Regions from separate parts of the Macaca mulatta genome. Here region 2 is linked to region 1. A link is a contact called in public Hi-C data. All regions are on one chromosome and are shown on one strand. Each heading gives the region's core, a stretch centred on a gene start, on an enhancer-like site or on the middle of the called end of the contact. The rest is flanking DNA. Distances are from core to core; before and after follow the strand shown. Region 1 holds the start of FSIP1 (fibrous sheath interacting protein 1). Region 2 holds the start of SRP14 (signal recognition particle 14).

The links. A called contact is a pair of places that touch in the nucleus more often than the background predicts.
Region 2: a Hi-C map of cortical neurons shows a contact between it and region 1, with 7 times the contacts expected there. The contact joins the promoter of SRP14 here to the promoter of FSIP1 in region 1. A contact is called at or near these places in 3 of 14 Hi-C or Micro-C datasets (cortical neurons, fetal cortex germinal zone and liver).

Annotation. Positions count from the first base shown.
Region 1 is chr7:17,093,141-17,097,294 of T2T-MMU8v2.0, forward strand. It overlaps FSIP1 (fibrous sheath interacting protein 1), which reads right to left and starts at 1,763. Exons shown (of 12, transcript XM_001092473.5): 1 at 1,561-1,763.
Region 2 is chr7:17,355,990-17,360,143 of T2T-MMU8v2.0, forward strand. It overlaps SRP14 (signal recognition particle 14), which reads right to left and starts at 2,182. Exons shown (of 5, transcript NM_001265919.1): 1 at 2,138-2,182; 2 at 1,918-1,990; 3 at 1,326-1,438; 4 at 79-111. The coding sequence starts at 2,161.

The DNA.
Region 1 (4,154 bases), core at 513-3,012:
TCCTTCAGCTGTTCAGATGTGTCCAGAGTTTCTTCCTCCCGGTGGGTTCGTGGTCTCACTGGCTTCAGGAGTGAAGCTGCAGACCTCCCTGGTGACTGTTACAGCTCATAAAAGTAGTGCGGACCCAAAGAGTGAGCAGCCACAAGATTTACTGCAAAGAATGAAAGAACAAACCCCCCAGAAAGTGAAAGGGGACCCCAGCACGTTGCTGCTGCTGGTTCCGGTGGCCAGCTTTTATTCCCTTATTTGGCCCCACCCACATCCTGCTGATTGATCCATTTTACAGAGAGCTGATTGGTCCATTTTACAGAGCACTGATTAGTTCATTTTACAGAGAGCTGATTGGTCCGTTTTTACAGAGTGCTGATTGGTGTGTTTACAAACCTTTAGCTAGACATAGAGTGCTGATTGGTGCATTTTTACAGAGTGCTGATTGGTGCATTTACAATCCTTTAGCTAGACACAGAGCACTGATTGGTGTGTTTACAATCCTTTAGCTAGACAGAAAAGTTCTCCAAGTCCCCAACCAACCCAGAAGCCCAGCCGGCTTCATCTCTCACTATTAGCAACATAAAGGAACAAACAACAGATACACAGAACATGAGTGAATAGCATGATGCATGATGCTAAGCTGAAAGAAACCTGATTCAAAAGGCCACAGGGTGTTTGTTTCCATCAATATGACAGTCTGGAATGGGCAAAATTACAGGAACAAAAAACTAAGTGGTTGCCAGCAATAGGGTTAGGGGAGGGGTTAACTACAAAGAGCACTAGGGAATTTGGGGTTCATGACGAAACTTCCATATTCTGATTGTGGTGGCTGGTAATTACATAACTGTATGCATTTGTCAAAACTCATAGAACTTTAGATTAAATGGGTGAGGCTTACCATAAGTTATACCTCAATTGTAAGTTAATATCTTTGTGCCAATATTTCTTTAGCTATGGTAATACATCCATAAAATAAATTAGAATTGCTGAGTCAAAGAACAATTATGTTTCAAATTTTGGTAGTTCGCCAAATTGTACTCCAAAAAGGCTGCACCAAATTACACTACTTCCCCAACAGTGGACTGGGGCCCATCTGATTATGTCAAAGTTGTTTCATCTTCTCCAGTCTGAGAGGTGTAAAAGGTATCTGTGAATTTGGTTTACATTTCTTCACGAGAAAAGTTGAGTCTCTAATCAATTGTTTGCTGTTTGCATCTTTTTATTTTACCTGTGAAATGCCTATTTGCATCCTTTACCGTTTAGGGTCTAGTTTAAATGGCTGGTGATCAGTTATAGATCTTGGTGGGAAGATCTAGATCTCGGGAAAGTGGAAGCCTTGGTTGGTTACAGGTCCTAATGTTAGGTGATTCCTGGAGAAACAGCCTCCGCGGAGGCAGAAGCCCTTGGGGCCCCGCCCCCAATAAGCCCGCCCCCGCCCTCTCATTGGCCATGTCCGCTCTCACTGACAGTCCATCTACGAGCCAAGCGGCCCGATGCACCTCCACCCCGCCCACTCCTCGGCGCACCGCCCCGCGACCGAGCTCCGCCCTCGTCTGCGCGGCCCCTCACCTTCTCGCCGGGCCTCCTCGAGGAACTGGCCGCCGGCAGTCAGAGCGCAGACGGCCGCAGAAGCGCGCCGCCGACACTCGCCGAGCCAGCCACTTCCCCACAGAGAAGAGGGATCTCTCCCGCCACCTCAGCCTCTCTGGTGGTGGAAGAAGCCGCCAGTTCAAAGCCCTCCCGCCCGTAGCACCGCTGTTTCTCTGGCAACCAGATGCGCGACGCTTGCGGTCTCGCGATAGGGGAAAGGGCTGTACCATCCGGAAATGGGACGGGGGCCGGCTGCTGCTGGAGGTCCGCGAGCTGGGCGGCCTGGGTGTGTCCCTCCGTCTTCGCGGCCGACCGTGGGCGTGGGGAGCGATTTGTTCGTCTTTAGGTTGGATTCGGAATGGGGACGTCTGAATGCTTGTGTATCTCTGTCCCTCAGGTTGCTGTGATGCCTTACAGGTCAGCTATTCTCTCCGAGCAGTTTCCCCCTCCGCAAAATGGGAACAATAATAATTCTCTTCTCACAAGACTTGTGCAACTCAAAAAGACCATGTATGTGAAGCTCTAGTAAATTTGGGGTGCTATGGAAATTTTAAAAATATTCGTTTTGCACAGATTTGGCTACAGTCCAAAAAGTTATAATTGCTTGTTGCACCTTCTTTCATTTCTCAGTTCCTCTAATTCTCAGTGCACGAAAATTATTTCCCTACGTCCACAAACTGATTTTCCTCACCTCCAGTGCCATCAGATTTCTCCTGCTTCCCAGCACGTTACCGTTTACAGAGCATTTTCGCATTCATGGCTCCTTTGTCCTCATTGTTTTAACTAGATAAGATGTGGTTTTCTTCAGCGAAGCAAATAGTCATAGGTTGAGTTGCCGAAAGAACACAGCTGCGGTCTAGGCCAGTGCTGGATATTAAAAACCTGGCTGTAAATGTCTTCCCTATGCTCCTGAATCCTGCATCTTATCACCAGCCCAGACTTCCCTGAACTCCAGACTCCTTTACCTAACTGCCTATTTGACATATCCACTTAGATGTGTAAACATCTCAAACTTAACACAGGAAAAAACAACTTCTCCAGAGTCCCCACCCACTCTATCCATCTCAGCAAATGGTAATTTCATCCTGTCATGCCTAAACCAAAAACCTTGGAGTTGTCCTCAATTCCTCTTCCTCTCACACTTTACAGTCAATTCGTCCTATCAGCTCAGCATTCAGAATATATCCAGAATCCAAACACTCGTCAGAAGTTCAGTGCTTCCATTCAGGTCCACGCAGACATCATCTCTGAATGATAAGGCTTTCCGTTGGCTCTCTGACCTCCACTCCTACCTACTGCTTCCCGTGGTAAACCTGGTTCCAGCCTCACTGTCCTCATTGTTAGTGTTTCTGTGCAGGGATTTCTTCCCAGCATTTCTCAGGGAATTTATGTGGCTTTCCAAATCTCAAAAGAAAAAAAGTTGCAAAATGAAGAAAAAAGGAGAAAGTATCCTAATTCTCCTGTGAGAATTAAAATTTAGCAGCCAACCTAGGGATGTTACTGAAGAAATTCACCAATGTCAAGTTGAAAACCAGCCCAGGAAGTGCCGAGTTCGAGGCTGAGGTCATCATTTTCAGGAACCAGGACAAGAGCACTTGGGAGAGACATGGCTACAGTCTCATCAGTCAGTCTTGCTTGTAGTTGGTGCTATGTAAGTGTATGTTCCTGGCCGTGTGTGCTGCTGGCAGTGAGTCATTCTTGCAAATAAAATATAAATAGGTTGATACTCATTGTATACTTTATACAAATTCTATGAGCAGTGTTCAAAAAAGTAACAAGTTTTGGATTCAAAGTAAATCCTTAAATTGGCAGTTTCCAATCCATGAGTCTGGGTAGTACAGTTAACCCTGCTAGGAGATCTATTATTTGAATACTACCCAATAATGTTCTCTGTGTTCTCCAGTATTTGAATATTTGCTATAAACTTCAGTTCTTGTAAACACTTCTAGATTTAATAGTTCTCATTTTTTAAACAAAGGCTTTAGATACTCATAATAATGAGTAAAGAATATGAAGAAGGTAGGGAATATTTTGAGAATCGGATTTTGAGAACAGCTGGTAATTCTGATTGCCTGTTTCTGCATCCCACAGAGCAGTATCTGTCAGGAATTTGGTAACACTTGTTCCTCCAATCCAAATAACCACACACATACACCTACACACACACCAGCCTGAAATACAGTTTCCCAGCTATCCACATGGTTTGCTCCTCTCTTTGCTCAGGCATCTGCTTCCTCAGGAAGGCCTTTCCCAACCACCCTATATAAAATAATTATTCCCATCTCCACGCTGCCTACGCTCTGTCCCCTCGACCCTGCTTTATTTTTTTACGAAGAAGAGAGACGACATTATTTGGATTTTGATACTAAACAGTTAGGTCATCTTAGGTAAATACATAAGCTTTTGTGCGCCAGAGTTTCCTCGTTTGAAAAATGAAGTTGGACTAGTTTTGCAGTGCTTAACTGCACTGCACATTACAATCACCTGGGGAGATTTCATCAAATATTGAACCAGGGATGTACCTGAGATCAAATGAATCTAGTACTTCTCAACTTTAATGTGCAGACAAATCA
Region 2 (4,154 bases), core at 932-3,431, 260 kb after region 1:
TATCAATCTTACCCAGTGTTCACTATCATGCTGACTCTTGCCCTGAGAAGGAAGACATAAGGAACACCCAAAACTCACCATCTGAAATTTATTCACTTCCTTGGAGCTCACCTGAAAGAGAAGGAAAAAAGAGGTCACACCTATTATCCATATAAGCATCCTCTTCTCCACCCCAGACAGTATCTCAAAAGCCTCTGAAAGACAACATCCTTATCTTTAAAATACTTCTTCCCAACTTCAGGGGTTCGTAATACATGAATGGTTACTTTTCTACTCTGCTTTCCTCTGCCTAGAGAACAAGAAAAGGAGCTCTACATCTTTTTCCACATGAGAATTGCACCAAGAGGTGAAAGGCAGTAGGCTCCTTCAAAAAAAAAAAAAAAAAAAAAAAAGCTTTGTTTCTCACCTCTTGAAATCCCTTAGAAAGGTGGCACTGAGTGTTCTCCCTGGGTTCTGAGAAAAGTCAGAGGACTTCTCAGTATTAATTTTTTATACATTAATATAAGATATATTTAAACTACTCCCTTCCCATCTTATTTTTAAACCTGCCTTCCATTAATTCAAGCATATTTAAGCACAATGCAAGCTACCACAAAATACTACCTCTGAAGAAGACTCCTTAGGTTTTCGTTATTTCATGATATCTAACTTTATTTGTAAAAACCACATAAGCTTGTTTTACTGTAAAAGTCCTCTCAAGATAACTTGTCACGGGAGACTTACCAACTAAGTCTAGTCTACATTTTCATGCAGTCAGTATCCTACACTAATGTGATTAGAGAGTAAGTCTGGTTCTGCCACAGCAGAATAAAGTAGTATTCACTCAACTCAAGAAGACTCTTCCTTTGCATTATTCAACCTCCACTGAAAGGAAAGACTAGGGCTCTTGACTAAAATGCATATTTTCTCAAGTGTGAAACCTAACATTTAGCTGCACATTCGCCATGTGAACCACAAAGATAAGGAAATAATAGCATCACCTGGTGCCAAGAAACTGCTTACTGAAGGCCCAACACAGTAAGGGGCTAAGGAATCAAATATTTATGCCAACGGCTCCTTACAGTACTACGAATAAGGACGAATACGCTACTTTCATTCATTTCCGCAAAAATTTTAGCAGAACTAACGACTGTTTGACCTCTACCTTCTTCATTTTATTTTATTCTTGAGTTTTCTACTACTGAAGTATAGGAAGGTCCTGGTCTCAGAAATAGCCACACAGGGCAAAAGGGAAAAGTAAATTAAAGCCTGGTTCAGAAACGCCCCATCCTCTCTTCAATTCGAGTGTTTACATTTCAAAAGATAGCCTTAGGAACTCAGCTCACCACAGTGCTGATCTTCTTTTTCCCATCGGTAGCTCTTAACAGACACTTGTTGTCTGCGGGCTCAAAGCCCTCCACAGTACCTTTCTTTGGAATGGGTTTGGTTCGACCGTCATCTGAAGGAAAAATGCATCCTGGTGAACACGGCCGCATACGTGGCTGAGCGGCAGACAAACAGTTAAAACAGAGGAGGGGGTAAGTGATGACCTAATCCAGCCCCGCTGCTCTAGTTCTGTTAAACACCTCGTCTGCTACCACGGTCTGGCGAAACCCTGGAGAAACTATTATTTCCACGACGGAAACATGGAATAGCGAAGCACGTTAACTCCCACTCAAAGTGGCGGCGTTTGGGATCCCTGACAAAGAGCCCTGGGCTGCTTGGGACCCATTGTTACCAGAAGCAACCTAGGCGGCTCAGCGCTGGGGACTGCGCCCGCTACAATCCCCATCATTTTCCAGGCCCGAAGCCCCGAATGTGCCCAGTACAGAGTGACGGACGGTAGAGGAAGGCGGCGGTCCGCGGCAGACAGACTCCGGTGGCTCCCAGACACCGGGCACCCGGGGAGCATCGCCCGGCTCCCCTCCCGCTGCTTACACTTCTTCAAGGTGATATAGACGCTGCCCGACGTCCGGCACTTCTGGAAAAGTCTGGTCAGCTCCGTCAGGAACTGAAAAACAACAGGCCCGGCCCCGTTAGCCAGCCCCAAATCCTCGCCCCGCCGCGTCAAGGCCCTGGTCCTCCCGCAGAAGGAGGCAGAGGTCTCGACCAAAGCCTGAGCCGCCCCCGTCTCTCTGCCGGCCAGGCCTAGCCATACCTGCTCGCTCTCCAACAACACCATCGCGGCGACGCTTCGCTCCACTCCCTCCGCTGAAGCCCCTAGCAGTGAGAGCCGGAAGTTCGGCCTAGGCTGGGCGGGACTTCCGCTACTACGCTTCCATTGTCTTCCACCAATCTCTTCTCTTCCACCAATCCTGGCCGGCGCCCTGGGACGTCCGGGGGCCAGTGACCTGGAGGCGTTGGGGCTGTCCTGGGCCGTCGCTTGAGAGAGAACTTCTCACCCCAGCCAGGGTGAGGGAGTGAGAGCAAAAGAAAGTTTTGATAGCAGCGTATAGTTTATGTTCAGCTGTATGCTGGGCAGGTTACCTAACAATTCAGTGACTCAGTTTCCTTATCCATAAAGTGAGGGTAATGATAGTATCTACTTCGCAGTGTGGTCGTGAAGCGTAAATGAAACTCAGATTAAATACGTAGAACAGTGCCTGGCACATAGAGCGTGTTCCGTAGGTATCAGCTATTGTTCTTTTAATTATTGTCATCATTATAAGTTCCTGTAGATCCTTTAAATTCTCCCTAAACGCTGCCTTTTAGCTGTAGCCAGAGGGGCTGGGCCGGGCGCGGTGGCTCACGCCTGTAATCCCAGCACTTTGGGAGGCCGAGGCGGGCGGATCACGAGGTCAGGAGATTGAGACCATCCTGGCTAACACGGTGAAACCCCGTCTCTACTAAAAATACAAAAGAGCCGGGGGTGGTGGCGGGCGCCTGTAATCCCAGCTACTCCGGAGGCTGAATGGCGTGAACCCGGGAGGCGGAGCTTGCAAGCCGAGATCGCGCCGCTGCACTCCAGCCTGGGCTACAGAGCGAGCCTCCGTCTCAAAAAAAAAAAAAAAAAAAAAAAAAAGAGGGGCTGGAGCCCAGTTTTTAGTTCTACCTCTGATTAGTCAGGAGAACTGGGTTGTAAGCCCTCTCTGCCAGTAGCCAACTTGAACCCTGGGCCCTCTATAAAGTCAAGCATTCTACCACACAAGAGGTTTTCGCTGAGTGCCTCTCAGTCTGTGCCAGGCACTGTTGTAGAGGTTGGGGATGCTGCAGGATAAGACAAGCTAAGTTTCTGGTTTCCTGGAACTTGGGTTAAAAGGGGCAGGGAGGAAATAAACAATGAAGCAAACAAGTAAGTAGTACAGCTTCAGATAATGAGCTCTGTGAAGACAGCTAAGCAGGGCTGTATAATGAGTGGGAAGGGGACTGCTTTGGGCTGGGGTCAGAGGAGTTCTCGTCGAAGAGGAGAGCTTTGAATTGAAAGCTGAAAGGACCAGCCATCCAAAGATCTAGGGACACAGTGTTTCAGACACAGAGAATGGCTAGAGCAAAACCCCCAAAGGGGAAACAAGTTGCCCTGTGTCTAAGACTGACAGGTGCGGGTGGGGGTGAGGAGGGCTTGTGGAGCAAGGAGTGAAGGAGTATGGAGAGGTAGCTGGGAACCAGATTATGTAGGGCCTGTGACCATGGTAAATTTGGATTTTGTTCTAGATACAAAGAGAAGACTCTTGTTAAGGAAGTTTTCAAGAGAACACTGAAAATGGGATTTACCATTTTTTAAAGATGGCCCTGTCTGGGTTGTGAAGACTGTAGAGAGACAAGGCAGGAAATGGGGAGCCCAGTTAGGAGATTCACAAACTTAATGGCTTAAATATGTTCACTCTCTGATTTCACATTTTCTTCCAAATGGCCAGCGCCCTTTGCCCACTTCCTGCCCTAGGCTGATGACCTTGTATAGCCAACCTGTATTGGCTTTTGGTTCTCCAGGATTTGAACCTGTTTGCAGTCCCCTGTTGTGTGGGTTTTGGTGAGAGGCAATAAATAAATAATTAAATAAAAGGGTCAGAGAGTCACTCACCTGCCCTCAGCAGCGGGGCTCAAGCATTGACCTACCGTGGGTCAATCTGGTGCTCGCAACCAGGACTTCAGCTTCTGAGCTAGTGATGCCAAGGCCCGGGGCTCTTGCATGGGTGTCCAGCCATTTGAATGTGAGGACTTTTTTGGCTCATCTGTAT